4 separate regions of the Mus musculus genome follow, and all the other regions are linked to region 3. The links are chromatin contacts, called in public Hi-C and HiChIP or PLAC-seq maps. All regions are on one chromosome and are shown on one strand. Each heading gives the region's core, a stretch centred on a gene start, on an enhancer-like site or on the middle of the called end of the contact. The rest is flanking DNA. Distances are from core to core; before and after follow the strand shown. Region 1 overlaps Ipo11 (importin 11). Region 2 overlaps Ipo11 (importin 11). Region 3 overlaps Gm31452 (a long non-coding RNA gene). Region 4 overlaps Ipo11 (importin 11).

Region 1 (3,199 bases), core at 85-2,584, 190 kb before region 3:
CACACAAACCTGATAAAGCAGGCTGGGTGAGTGTCTGAGTGAACACCCTTAGTCCTACTGCTCTGGAAGCAATACAAACAGATTTCTGAATTTGAGTCTAGATTGATCTATGCAACGAGTTCCAGACTAACCAAAGTGTGCCTCAAAAATTGATTAATTAATTAACTTTGTCCTTCATTTTTCATCTTTGGAAAGGATATATGCAATACTAAAAAAATTTACTATATACAAAGAAAGAAAACATTGAGCTAAATAGAGAAGTTACTATGGATTTTATATATGTTGAATGTTAAACTGGTTCAGTAGTTTGACATTTTTATATTTTTCCTCTTCTGTTTTTAAACTGGGCCAAACAGTCCTCAAACTCAAAATCCTTCTGCCTGAGTTTCCCAAGTGTTATAACAGATGTGTACTACCACTATGTCCAGCTTTTATATTATCTATTTTTAAATTAAAATTTAATCATTTTAATGTTTTTCATTCTGCCTATGATAGTTTATCTAGTATGAGACAAATTATTCCAGAAATCTTAAACAAACACACACACACACACACACACACACACACACACACACACACACATACCTTTTAGGGCCAACAAGATGCCTCTGTGAGTAAAACAGTTTTATCTAAAGTCTTACAAGGAGTTTGGTTCTTCAGAGTCCACATAAAGGTGGGAGGAGAAAATAAATAACTGCACAGTACCATCCTCTGACCTCCACATGCAGGCCATGGGATATGCACACTCACACACCAGATATACACACACACACACTAATAAATGAATTTTAAGTAAAGTAGTTTTTAAAAGCAAAGTATAGCTGTGCGGTGGTGGCGCACACCTTTAATTCCAGTACTTGGGAGGCAGAGGCAGGTGGATTTCTGAGTTCAAGGCCAGCCTGGTCTACAAAGTGAGTTCCAGGACAGCCAGGGCTACACAGAGAAAACCTGTCTCGAAAAACCAAAATTAAAAAAAAAAAAAAAGCAAAGCATATATTATGAGCTAAATCATATCTCAAAATTAAATGTTGAAGTCATATAACCCAAGTATCTTTGAATACTACTTCATTTGGAAATAATGGAGTCTTTGTAGATTAAATCACATTAAGACAAAAATCATTCTGAGTTGATGGACTCTATTCTAATACTGGAATTTTTTCCTTTTTGTTGCTTTGTTTTGTTCTGACACAGGGTCTTGATATAGAGGCTAGGCTGACCTGAAACATGCTATGAAGCCCAGAAGGCCTTGAAAATAAATCCTGTGTCAATCTCCCAAGTGCTAGTGTTAGATCTAGTGGGGAAACCCCCCCAATTCCCGACTCGGCGTGCACCCAAAAAATCACGAAGGACCATCTCTTGATGTAATTACGTGAGGACGTTTAATTACGGAGCTCCAGACTGACATGCATCCCACACAGGAGATAACGGATGTTGGCCACGAGGCTTGAAAGCCAGGGGCTTTTATGGGGTAAGGGGCTTAGGGGTGTGGAATTCAGCATAGTGACACACTATTGGCTTATTCAAACATTAACAGAAAGATTACAGGGCATCAGGACTTTGTTCCTGTGGGCTGGGGGCTTATCTTTGTTCACACAGCAACCAGTTGATGTATGACTTTACCCGGCGCCAAGGGGCAATAGACAGAGGGGAGGTTTGGCCAGATGGTGTTGACTTAGATAATATAGCCCTGCTGGTCCTTGCATACCTTTTTATCTTTACAGTCAAGATGTTCTTAGGAATGCCTTAACAACAGCCCTGCCCTGCCATGCCTGGAGGCTGTTCTGCTTTGTTCTTAGTCCCAGGCCGGGGCTGTGGGCTCTTAAACTCACAAGTTACAATATTTTATCTTCCTTCACTAAGATTACAAGCCTGTACCTCTATGCCTATCCTGGTGCCCTTATAAGAAGAAAATGGAAACAGAGACACAAATCACTTGGCATAGATCATGTGACAATATTATAGGCAAAGATTATAGGGGCAAAGATTAGAATCATTCAATCACATGCCAAGAAACACCTACTATTGCTGGCCACAACCAGGAACTATCAAAGACTAATCCTATGGGCCCTCAAAGTAGGCAAACTTTGTGCTTGTGGATTTCCAGCTACCTAGTCTGTAGGAGAATAAACCTAGGTTAACTGTAAACATTCAGTTTGTGGCATGGCACCCTAAAGAAACCAACAACCCCAAAACAAAAGAGGCAGTCAGGGCAGAAGAACTCAGTCTCAGCAAGAAAAGACTGTACTGTGTGATGAGCCAATACAAGCATCCCTTCGGTACTCAGCCAGGAAAAAAATTTTAAAAACAAGCTGAAAGCAGCAGCCAAGAGACTACAGTTCGAGAGATTTCTACAGGACTCGCAGCACTAGGGAAGCAGAGAACTCAAGGTCGACAGAAAGCAGCATCACAGAGGACAAACACCCAAGGCGTACAGTTAAAATCCCCGGGAAGCTTTAACCTGAGGTAAACAGTAAACCAAAAAACAAAACAACAAAAACACCCTTAGCTACATCAAGGTTAAGGCCATATCCTGTCTGCTTACCTAAATTCTTTCTCATGAAAGACAACAGAAATTAAAGCCTCTCCAACTGTAATTATACTATGTTAGCATCCAAACAAAACATACACTATGCAGAGCCCAGAAACTAACCAATACATGACTAAATTCAAAACACAAGCAGGCACTATAGTCACCAAAACCACACTTAAAAGTAACTGTTTTTTAAGTATGTAGGAGATGGAGAATTTCAGTGGACACTCAGAATCTGGTTTTGTTTTGTTCTTAAGTATCAAGGAGAGATTCTAAAATGGAGCACAGTGAGTCAGTGGAGACGGAGACAGGTAGCTCTGACCGAGTGTCCACTGCTAACAACTCAAGAACCACAAACAGGAGGACAAGGAGTTCAAGCCCAGTCTGGCTTACACAGGAGACCCTGCCATAAATGAATAAATAGACAGGCAGGCAGACAGACAAACGCTTGTCTATCTAACCATGACAGTCTCAGCTCAATTCCTGAAACTCACATTGTAGAAGAGAAACAACTCCAAGTTGTCATCTGACTTCCATACATGTGACATGGAATGTGCTCAACCAGACACACACACACAAATAGATGATAGATAGATACACAGACAGACAGACAGACAGAGTTAGTAGAAAATATGTACCCATAACAGCATTACATAGGAAGGCTTAAAT
Region 2 (2,817 bases), core at 178-2,677, 210 kb before region 3:
ACCCTAAGCACTAGAGCTTATACACACTGCTGTCCTTCCCAACTGTCTCTTCCTTCCCTTCTCCCCCCTTCACACCGTAAGACTTCCTCACTGCTCTTGACACCTAAGTAAGAAAGCATTCCAAACAACGCAGCGTACAATTCAGCCTTTTCTACAACTCGCCTTAATAAGAAATCAGAGACAACGTTTATTCTTTAAATAATAGTAAGTACAACAGGAGCTGTAGAAGCTACTGTGGGCTATAATTCTTAAACTGTGTAACTCAAATCATTGACTACGCTACAAGACAGCTCAGTAAATATAAAAGATTTAGCCCTTTAAAAGCCAGTATTCACACATTAAACTGTAAACTATTTCTCATTCCACATACCAGTGAGTTTGCTTTTCAGACTAAAATGAACTTCAAGAAAATTATATCAAAACAGTAATTACATCACACTTGGATTAAAATTTTAAAATTCAGTGGAGTATTACCTTCAAAATTTTTGGATGGCTTATAAGCATAATTTTTGACAATCATCTTAATAAGATTCATGCACTGGACAATGAATCGCTCAAATGTAACGCCTTCACCAACTTCAGTAAAAACATAGCTTACAGAAAATTCCAGTGACCTCTGAATTAGAGGAGTAAATGAAATGGGGTGTTGATCCAAGAAGTCCAAGAGCTATAAAGAAAAAAACTTGAATGGTATTTTGTACAAAATCTATAGAACTCATTATTGCAATTGTAAGTTTATTAATAAACGTTTAACCAGATGTAAACTTCCTGGGACCTCTAGGCATCACCAGTTCCTCATACACTGCAATCTTCTTGGAAAATCATAGATTTTTCCCAAGCTATACCTCATAAAAAATTTTCTAGTATTCATTTTTCTAAAGACTTATTTATTTTATTTTATGGGTATTTTGCCTGCACGCACATATGCCTGGTGGGACAGGCACCCTGAAATTGTGATTACAGACAGCTGTGAGTTGCCATGCAGGTGCTGGGAATTGAACTTGGATCCCTTAGAGGAGCCCTTAACTGCTAAGCCAGCCTCAGAATTTTCTAGTATTTCTAATGCAGGGACTAAAAAGATCCCATCATAGTTAACTTGGTAACAAGTAAATATGATATAAAATCTATAAATATATTAATATATAAATATTAAATATATGCTAGCTTTTCAAAAAGGAACAATAATGAGAGGAGGTCATTAAAAAACCAAGACTGCCTTTCCTATGAACCATATTTTGATATATCAAATAGCTGCTAAAAGAAATGTCCTATTTACAGAGCACTGTAGCTAAGGAATGCAAAAGAAGCAGAAGAATTAGAATGCTATTACCATGTAAGTTCTGGGGAACAGTGTATCTAGACAGCGGTCACCAGCAGCTGCCCCCAGGGAGGCAAGAAGGCTGCCTGAGATAAGCTGTAAGAGCTTATCCATTAACCCAACCGTGCACGCACACAGCCGGAGGCCGTCCTCCTGAGATGAGGTAGTACCTGACACACAGGAAGTCGCCTTACCATAGACCCTCCTGTCCTGGGACAAATGACTGAACGTGATCAAGTCTCTATCTCACTACAAATGTGTAAGAAATACAGGGAAGAAGAATGTGGAGAAAGAACACGTTAAATAATACAACTGCTTCGGGGGGCTCAGCAAGGAAAGGTGCTGGCTGCCAAACCTACACTAGATCTGCACAGGAGAGAACCAACTTCTGTTAATTGTCTACTGATCTCCACACGTGACCCGTCCCCTACCTCAAATAAATAAATGTAATTTAAAAAACAAACAAGCAAGATGCTTCATGAAAGTAACTGTTATCTCAGCAAGCAAGCAGCAAGGGGGAGAAGTCCTCAGGGCTGGGGTCCGCACTGTGATCCCAGCTCTTGGGAAGCAGAGGCACAAGGGTCAGGGGTTCAAGATCCTCCCTAGACAAACATCAAGTCTGAGGCCATAACAGGCTACGTGGAACTCTGTGTTCTGGGTGGATGGATGGTTTGCTTTGAGATAATCAGCAAAGGTCAGGAGAAGCAGCATGAGCATAAAAGAGCAGAGACAGAAAAGCAAGTCTTACATCTCAGTCGAGGCACAAGCAAGAGTTCAAGGTGAGCCTGGACAACAAGGTGAGTACCATAAGTACCGGGTCAGCCACGAGTAAGACCCTGCCTCAAAAAAAAGGGGGGTGGGGGGCTGACTATGTACTGACAGGTGAGCGGTAACTTTCTGGGAACTCAGAGGACTCAGCTATTCAATCCCATTTAAGTCAATGTTTTAAATGTCCCAATTTTTGAAGCTTTAGAAAAAAATGGGAAATTATGAATATAAATTTTCTAAGTAAAGTTACTGCTGTAAACATGTTCTAAAAAGTAGAATTACAGAGCTAAAAGAAATAAGAAACTCAATAGGCTACTAATAAATGTGGTTTCTAAAACAGACTATGTGGGAAGGCTCAGCAGTTAAGAGCACTGGCTATTTCTTACAAAAGTCCTGACTTCAACTCCCAGCACCCCACATGGTGGCTCACAGCCATCTAAGGGGATCTGATGCCCTCTGCTGGCCTGCAGTTGTACATGCAGCAGAGCACTCATATTAAATAAACATTTTAAAAACTATTTAAAACAGACTGTGTGCATAATACTGGCTCTCTATGTGCGAGACCATCTGATGAGTGTGTACCCAAATCTCTTCAGCAGCCTTCCTACTCTTGATGACCACTGCCTGGGCCTGATACGTCCTTCAGGGTTACACAATGATGACATTACATTACTCCTCTTACATTACCTGCTAGAATCCTTTATAAAAAAGGAAATGCCCCTCAGCAACTC
Region 3 (2,854 bases), core at 159-2,658:
CACATACATGTATATTTTATGTGTAAAGTAATATTTTACACCTATAAGGACACTGGCTATAAGTAATCTAACTTTAAGGGGTGGAAGCTCTATCACCAGTAATTATGGTGATTATGTGGAGACAGCTCTCAGAAATATTAACATGAAAATGTGAGCTTGGTAAATAGTAATTAATCGGTTATCATGATGTTAGAGAACAGTATTAGCTTTGAAACCACAGCCTGGTTGACTATTAGGGTGCTATGAAATTAGTATAATTGCAACAGTGCAGGCAAGATCAAAAGATACTGGCTTTTCCTAAATGTCATATAATGTTCACAGGGACACCTGCAGCTCAGCTCAAACCACCCAGGACAGAAGATCGACCCAGTCCCCAGGGGTGTATATTCCCCTAGCCAGGATAGAGCAAGTTCTTGTTAGAATGCTAGTAGTTTGTCATTTAGGGTTGAAAATGTCTCCTTCAGAGTCTCAGCCCACACCAGTTCTCTTACACCAGTCCCGTTGTTCCGTAGTTCCTGGGGCTCAGAGGCCTTCCACCTCCCCTGGGCTTGCAGTAGTAGATGGAAGGTCAGGGGCAAGGTAGGGGCGGAGCTCTATCTGGGAGGACATACTGTGTCTGCAAGCAGGTGTTCTGGTAGATAATTCTGGCTTTGCACTCGGTTTGTTTGTTCTCAGAGTCTCCCAGAGTTTTTCTTATACACCCACCCCATGCTTTCCCTCGTTTGGCACAGACCCACTTTTGAGTTAGAAGATTATCTAGTCCAAATCACTTTCATTCCAGATGAGGAAGCAGCTGTCACAATTGCGGAAGTTCCAGCCAGCAGCAGACAGCTGTCTGTCTGGTGCTGATATCTTGGCATGGACCAATAGGACCCTCAGGTCAACTTCTTTTCTGAAGCTATCTTTCAGCAGTTGTTTATTCTCTGATCTCCCTCTATAACAGACCTCCCATCCCTTTCCCGCTCATTGTTTGTTTGTTTTTATTTTGTTTCTTTGAATCTCTGTCTCCCCTTCATCTTGACTAGCTGTTTAATACATGAAAAACTTGAGAAAAATCAGGCTTTATTCTAAGAGAAACCCAAATGAAACCTCAGCCATCAAACCTTCACTAACTAAATTATGCAGTGTTTGTGTCACCTCCTGATTTGTTTTTGTGGGTTAAGCCTCTCAAAGGGAAAAAAGGCTCATTTGTTGCAACCCGTAGGAGAAAGACTTGGAAGGAGGAAATAGAAAACAAGAGGTAAGCTGAGCCGAAGGATCACATATCCAGCGAAAGGAATACGAAATGAGAATCTGGACATGCCCGCGTGTATTTTTCCATTTGGAAACAACGCGGTCACAACTGGTGTATTTACTGTTTCCTCTAGACTCACTTGCCCTTGGGGGTAAGTACTCTGCAAGAGACGCTAGCCTGCCCCCTAGTGGCTGCTGAGGACATGCACTCGTATCCCAGGGCTGCGGCTTGACTGTCCGCAGAGAGAAGCTGAGGAAAGTCACTCTGAGAGGGAGCAACTCTCCTGTAAATACAGTAGATGGAGACACACACTGAAAGACTGGATCCCCATGAGCCTCGATTTCATTTGCTCTGAGAAACTGTTCAGCATTCTGAATTGTCGAAGATAGATAGATTTGAATTTAATGTATGCATGATGCTTCATGCGACCAGTGTTTGATTTGTAAAACACAACAACAAAAAACCCTAATGTGAAGATTTTAAGTACAAGCGGTACCTGAATCTGCTGACCTTTCACACTATTAATTTGTGCAGAGCTTTAGCGTAGGAGGAGACAAGGATACAGAAGTTAGGGAAGCCCAGATCCCGTTCTTTGGGACCCTCTGATGGGAAGGAACACATATTTGCACATAGTTACAACACATGGCAGAGGTACAGCCAGAGAGGCGACATGTATGCCGATGTCTTATTTAATATTTATCATGAAGGTTTTTATATTGTAAATTAAGTGCATTTATCTTTTGTTATCTGAGAAGAAATCTGTAACAGTGGATTTCTGTGGCGTGCAATAAAGACCTTCCTACATAGGAGGAGAAAGTTCAGAAAGGTCAAGTAATTTGCACTCATTGAGCAGCAGAGAAATATCATCCCTGCGATTCAAATTTGGCTGTCTGCTTTTACTGTCGGCTCAATTAACTTTGACAGAGCTATACTGAGAGCCTACCCGGCACCAGCTTTGTGCTGGAGGTGTGAAGAGGAAGATGCCATTACCGGTCTTAGGGTTAGTGTCCTGCAGGGAACTAGACTGTGAAGAAAAACTTGCACTCTGTTGTGACTGATGCGGTAGTGGACATGCGCAGATTTTACCTCTGGAGCCCAGTGGCAGGCCTTCTGTCACCTGATCCCGATAACTGACTGTGAGCGACTGATTAGGAATTTGTCACTTGGCCTAAGGCAATCATATTTAAAATAGATCTAATAATGGGTATCTGCCCAGGAGGTTAGACCACTCATGGATGACAGCCAGATGTGTCAGAGACAGCAGCCAACAAGAGAAACTCAGAAAAGTCCAGAATCAAAGTAGCAAGCAAGCAAGCAAGCAAGCAAGCAAGCAAGCAAGCAAGCAAGCTGGTGTGCCCGAGCATGGATGGCATCCCTGCATTTGGGAGACAGAGACAGAAGTTTAAAGTCATCCTCAGCTACATAGAATAGTGGGGAATCAGTGTTGGGAAACATTAAAAGCAAAATGAAACAAAATAAGTGGAGGGAGCAGCTGAATTGGTAGGGAGGAAGGCAGAGGCTAAAGAGTGTAGACTGTGGGTGTGGCCCTCACATTCAAAGCTGCTTCCCTATGGGTGTGGCGCTACAAGAGCAGGCGCATACCTGCCCAGATGGACCCTG
Region 4 (2,898 bases), core at 152-2,651, 240 kb before region 3:
CCTGTGTCAAAAAAGTTTGCCACTTCTGATCTAGATCAATCTACCCTTATACAAATCCAACCTATGAATTATTGATTTCAACAACCTTCTGATTCAGAACTACTATCTAGATCAGCGATTCTCGACCTGTGGAATGTGACTCCTTGCTGAGGAGACTGAACAACCCTTTCACAGGGGTTGCCTAAGACCATCTGCAGATCAGATATTTATATTACGATTCATAGCAGTAGCAAAATTACAGTTAGGAAGTAGCAACAAAGTGATTTTATGGTTGGGGGTCACTACAACATGAGGACCTGTATTGAAATTGCAGCATTAGGAACACTGAGAACCCCGAATCTAGATGCTACTCAAATAACAATACAGAAGGCTATAAAGAGTGCATTCCAAGCAGTGAAAACCTACCCAGTGACATTTAAAGCCACTTATCTAATATCCTGATACAGAGCATTTACTTACAACTTGGTAGTTTCCACAAAAACAAAACAAAAACAATTTCTGAGAATCAAAATTCTAGATTTTTGTTTTTGTTTCTTTATATTGTCATTGATTTATATAACGTTGAGGATTGATCTGTGGGCTGTACAAAATGAGAGAAGCATGCTATCATTGAACTACACCCTAGCTCAAATTAAAACTCTTAATTTCTAAGCAAAAATTAGGAAAGAAAAGAGAGAGAAGTAGGACAGAAGGGCCAGGAACAAATGTTCATTTTTCAATGGTTGATTCTGTGATTAAACAAAAAATGGCTTCCAACAGTGAGATGGGATGAGAAGTGAAAGAACTTGACAGCACAGCTCCTTAAGAACAATGAGCAAGCAAAAATTCGGTGTCACATTAAGTTAATGTGGAGCACGATTCTTTTTTGAGATCATTTTTAAGCTTTTAGTAGTGGGTACTGCTTGTTCAGAAAATACTGTATGAAGATTGTGAATGGCAACTATGCGTGAAGCTAAGCTCTGACATCTCACTACCCACTAGAAAAGCAGTAGGAAGTTGAAATATAACTCAATACCCCACTCCCCAAAATATCTTATTTCAAATACTCAGAAAATTAAGATCAAATTTTTGTTTGAGTAAATTACCTAGATGTCTAGGTTACTTGCCAAATTTCAAATATGAAATGCAGCATGGCCCCTGCTATAATTTCTCTCTATTTCTCTGTTTTTAAAAGGTTTATGTGTTTTAAGTATTTTGTTTGTATTTATGTCTGTGCACCATGTCCATACAGTGCCTGTGAAGGACAGAAAAGAGTGTCAGATCCCCTGGGACTAGAGTGACAGATGTTATGAACTATCATGGTGGTGTGGAGAACCTGGACCTCCTCTGGAAGAGGGGACAGTGCTCTTAACACACCCATTTCTCACAAGCTGTCTATCAGGAGCCTACAGGGAACAGCAGCTAGAAGCGGAAACAACCAGAGGATAACAACTCCACATGCTTATCTGAGTATTCAAAGCCACACGTGACCTCTGCTCTACTGAAAAAAAGCAGAGAAAGCAGCAGCAGGGGAATCCACAGTATCAAGTTCTCCTCTTACCATAACTCCAGGCCATCTTCCAGAAGATAGACATGTGGAGGCTGAGACACATCTGTACTCAGCTGGATAACTGGGAGCAGGAAAGGGTACAGGTTCTTGCTGTCTGCTCCTAATCCCTACAGGAAGTATAAATACGATTTATGACAAGACACTCTAAGATCCCTCCTTACCACCAATCAATTACCTGCCTCAGAAAACAATTTATTTTATATAAAATAAATATTCTCTTAACATAGCCCTCATTATACTAGCAAAGAAACATCTATTTATTACTAAATGTAAAAATCAAAATACTATCATCCTGTCTAGATGGCAATGCCAAGGCTAGATGTATCTGTGCCTTTTCACATTCAGGTTGAGTCTTCCTTATTTGAAATGGTTAGAAAAGAAGAAATTAAAATTTTAAATTTCATTTTCTAGAATGGTTACAAATAAATAAAATATCTTGGGAATGGAACCCAGATGGCAATATAAAATTAATTTATAATTCATATATACCTTATACATATCTCCCAAAGGTAATTCAATACATTAGTGTATCTATATTGCTTAGCAAGCCAATTGGGAAGTCTCTACTTGTGGTAACAACTCAGTGCCAAAAAGTTTACTGCTCTGCAGCATTTTGAATTTTAGATTAGGAATGCTCAAAAACAGAGGAAATATTTGTCTCCCCTCATGCTACGACTACAGAAAAGTAGTAACGCTGATATTTTAAACTATATAAACTCATTCAGCTAAATAACATGTATGAAATCAGCCCAGCCTAAATTGTTCATTGCTATCATAGTATTTCCATATTTAACAATACTAAGCAGTCATGAATAACCATGTTGTTAGAAATGCAAAAATTTCAAAAGTAATTACATATTGGATTTAAAGGAACAGAAATATATATAACAATTCCATAGCAAAGAATTTTTAAAGATACCTATGATTCTGTATATACAGTATATGCACATAACTATCTCCAAGAGAAAACTCACACAACTGTCAGAACACGACAGTTAAACATGAGGAAAAGGAAACTAAGGGAAAAGCAACAGAGATTTACTTTGTATGCTTTCTTTCCTGTCAAATAACTCAGGGTATCGTGGTCTAAAAGGCACCCTAACCAGTGGTGTCAACCAACCTTTTCATACATTTCCTTTCCCACGTGACATGAGCAACTGTCTAACTGGGAACAATATACATCCCAGCCCTCACTGGGAGGAATCCCTGCCCTCACGCTGCACCTGCACAAGCCACACTAAAAAGTTTTCCCAATTGTTTCTCTTCCTGGTATTTATTTAATTCCTGCCTTGATCACCATTTTCATTGTTAATAGATGCCCCTAACCATGACCTGATATCACTCCCATT

Evidence for each region. A called contact is a pair of places that touch in the nucleus more often than the background predicts. HiChIP or PLAC-seq counts read pairs in DNA pulled down with a chosen protein or histone mark.
Region 1: a Gata1 HiChIP or PLAC-seq map of primitive erythroblasts shows a contact between it and region 3, with 5 times the contacts expected there. The contact joins two enhancer-like sites. A contact is called at or near these places in 3 of 15 datasets of contacts at CTCF or cohesin (the G1E-ER4 cell line, large pre-B cells and pro-B cells), 9 of 115 datasets of contacts at active chromatin or transcription factors (the 230-238 cell line, the NIH/3T3 cell line, Th17 cells and 6 more) and 4 of 9 other capture datasets (adipose tissue, embryonic stem cells, liver and 1 more).
Region 2: a contact with region 3 is called in an H3K4me3 HiChIP or PLAC-seq map of fetal liver, with 3 times the contacts expected there. The contact joins two enhancer-like sites. A contact is called at or near these places in 2 of 15 datasets of contacts at CTCF or cohesin (the G1E-ER4 cell line and large pre-B cells), 2 of 484 Hi-C or Micro-C datasets (B cells and the N1E-115 cell line), 7 of 115 datasets of contacts at active chromatin or transcription factors (the 230-238 cell line, bone marrow-derived macrophages, cardiomyocytes and 3 more) and 1 of 9 other capture datasets (embryonic stem cells).
Region 4: a Hi-C map of erythroblasts shows a contact between it and region 3, with 2.4 times the contacts expected there. The contact joins two enhancer-like sites. A contact is called at or near these places in 3 of 15 datasets of contacts at CTCF or cohesin (CD8 T cells, large pre-B cells and pro-B cells), 45 of 484 Hi-C or Micro-C datasets (B cells, the Ba/F3 cell line, CD4 T cells and 31 more), 7 of 115 datasets of contacts at active chromatin or transcription factors (the 230-238 cell line, Th17 cells, acute myeloid leukemia and 4 more) and 1 of 9 other capture datasets (liver).

Annotation. Positions count from the first base shown.
Region 1 is chr13:106,911,562-106,914,760 of GRCm38.p6, forward strand. All of the region lies in intron 3 of Ipo11 (importin 11), which reads right to left. Among named protein-coding and RNA genes, the nearest start is that of Ipo11, 24 kb to the right of the region's middle. Within about 2 kb of position 1,335, at least 26 of the 459 cell types and tissues checked have an H3K27ac peak or open chromatin away from gene starts, as enhancers often do. A contact at or near this core is called in the G1E-ER4 cell line and primitive erythroblasts, where this site is marked.
Region 2 is chr13:106,891,949-106,894,765 of GRCm38.p6, forward strand. Ipo11 (importin 11) reads right to left here. Exons shown (of 30, transcript NM_029665.4): 10 at 475-667. Among named protein-coding and RNA genes, the nearest start is that of Ipo11, 44 kb to the right of the region's middle. Within about 2 kb of position 1,428, at least 28 of the 459 cell types and tissues checked have an H3K27ac peak or open chromatin away from gene starts, as enhancers often do. A contact at or near this core is called in the G1E-ER4 cell line and fetal liver, where this site is marked.
Region 3 is chr13:107,100,368-107,103,221 of GRCm38.p6, forward strand. The region is part of intron 4 of Gm31452 (a long non-coding RNA gene); the gene reads left to right. Among named protein-coding and RNA genes, the nearest start is that of Gm41051, 20 kb to the right of the region's middle. Within about 2 kb of position 1,409, at least 105 of the 459 cell types and tissues checked have an H3K27ac peak or open chromatin away from gene starts, as enhancers often do. A contact at or near this core is called in the G1E-ER4 cell line, erythroblasts, erythroid progenitors and 2 more, where this site is marked.
Region 4 is chr13:106,864,325-106,867,222 of GRCm38.p6, forward strand. Ipo11 (importin 11) reads right to left here. Exons shown (of 30, transcript NM_029665.4): 21 at 1,541-1,656. Among named protein-coding and RNA genes, the nearest start is that of Lrrc70, 29 kb to the left of the region's middle. Within about 2 kb of position 1,402, at least 13 of the 459 cell types and tissues checked have an H3K27ac peak or open chromatin away from gene starts, as enhancers often do. A contact at or near this core is called in the G1E-ER4 cell line, erythroblasts and erythroid progenitors, where this site is marked.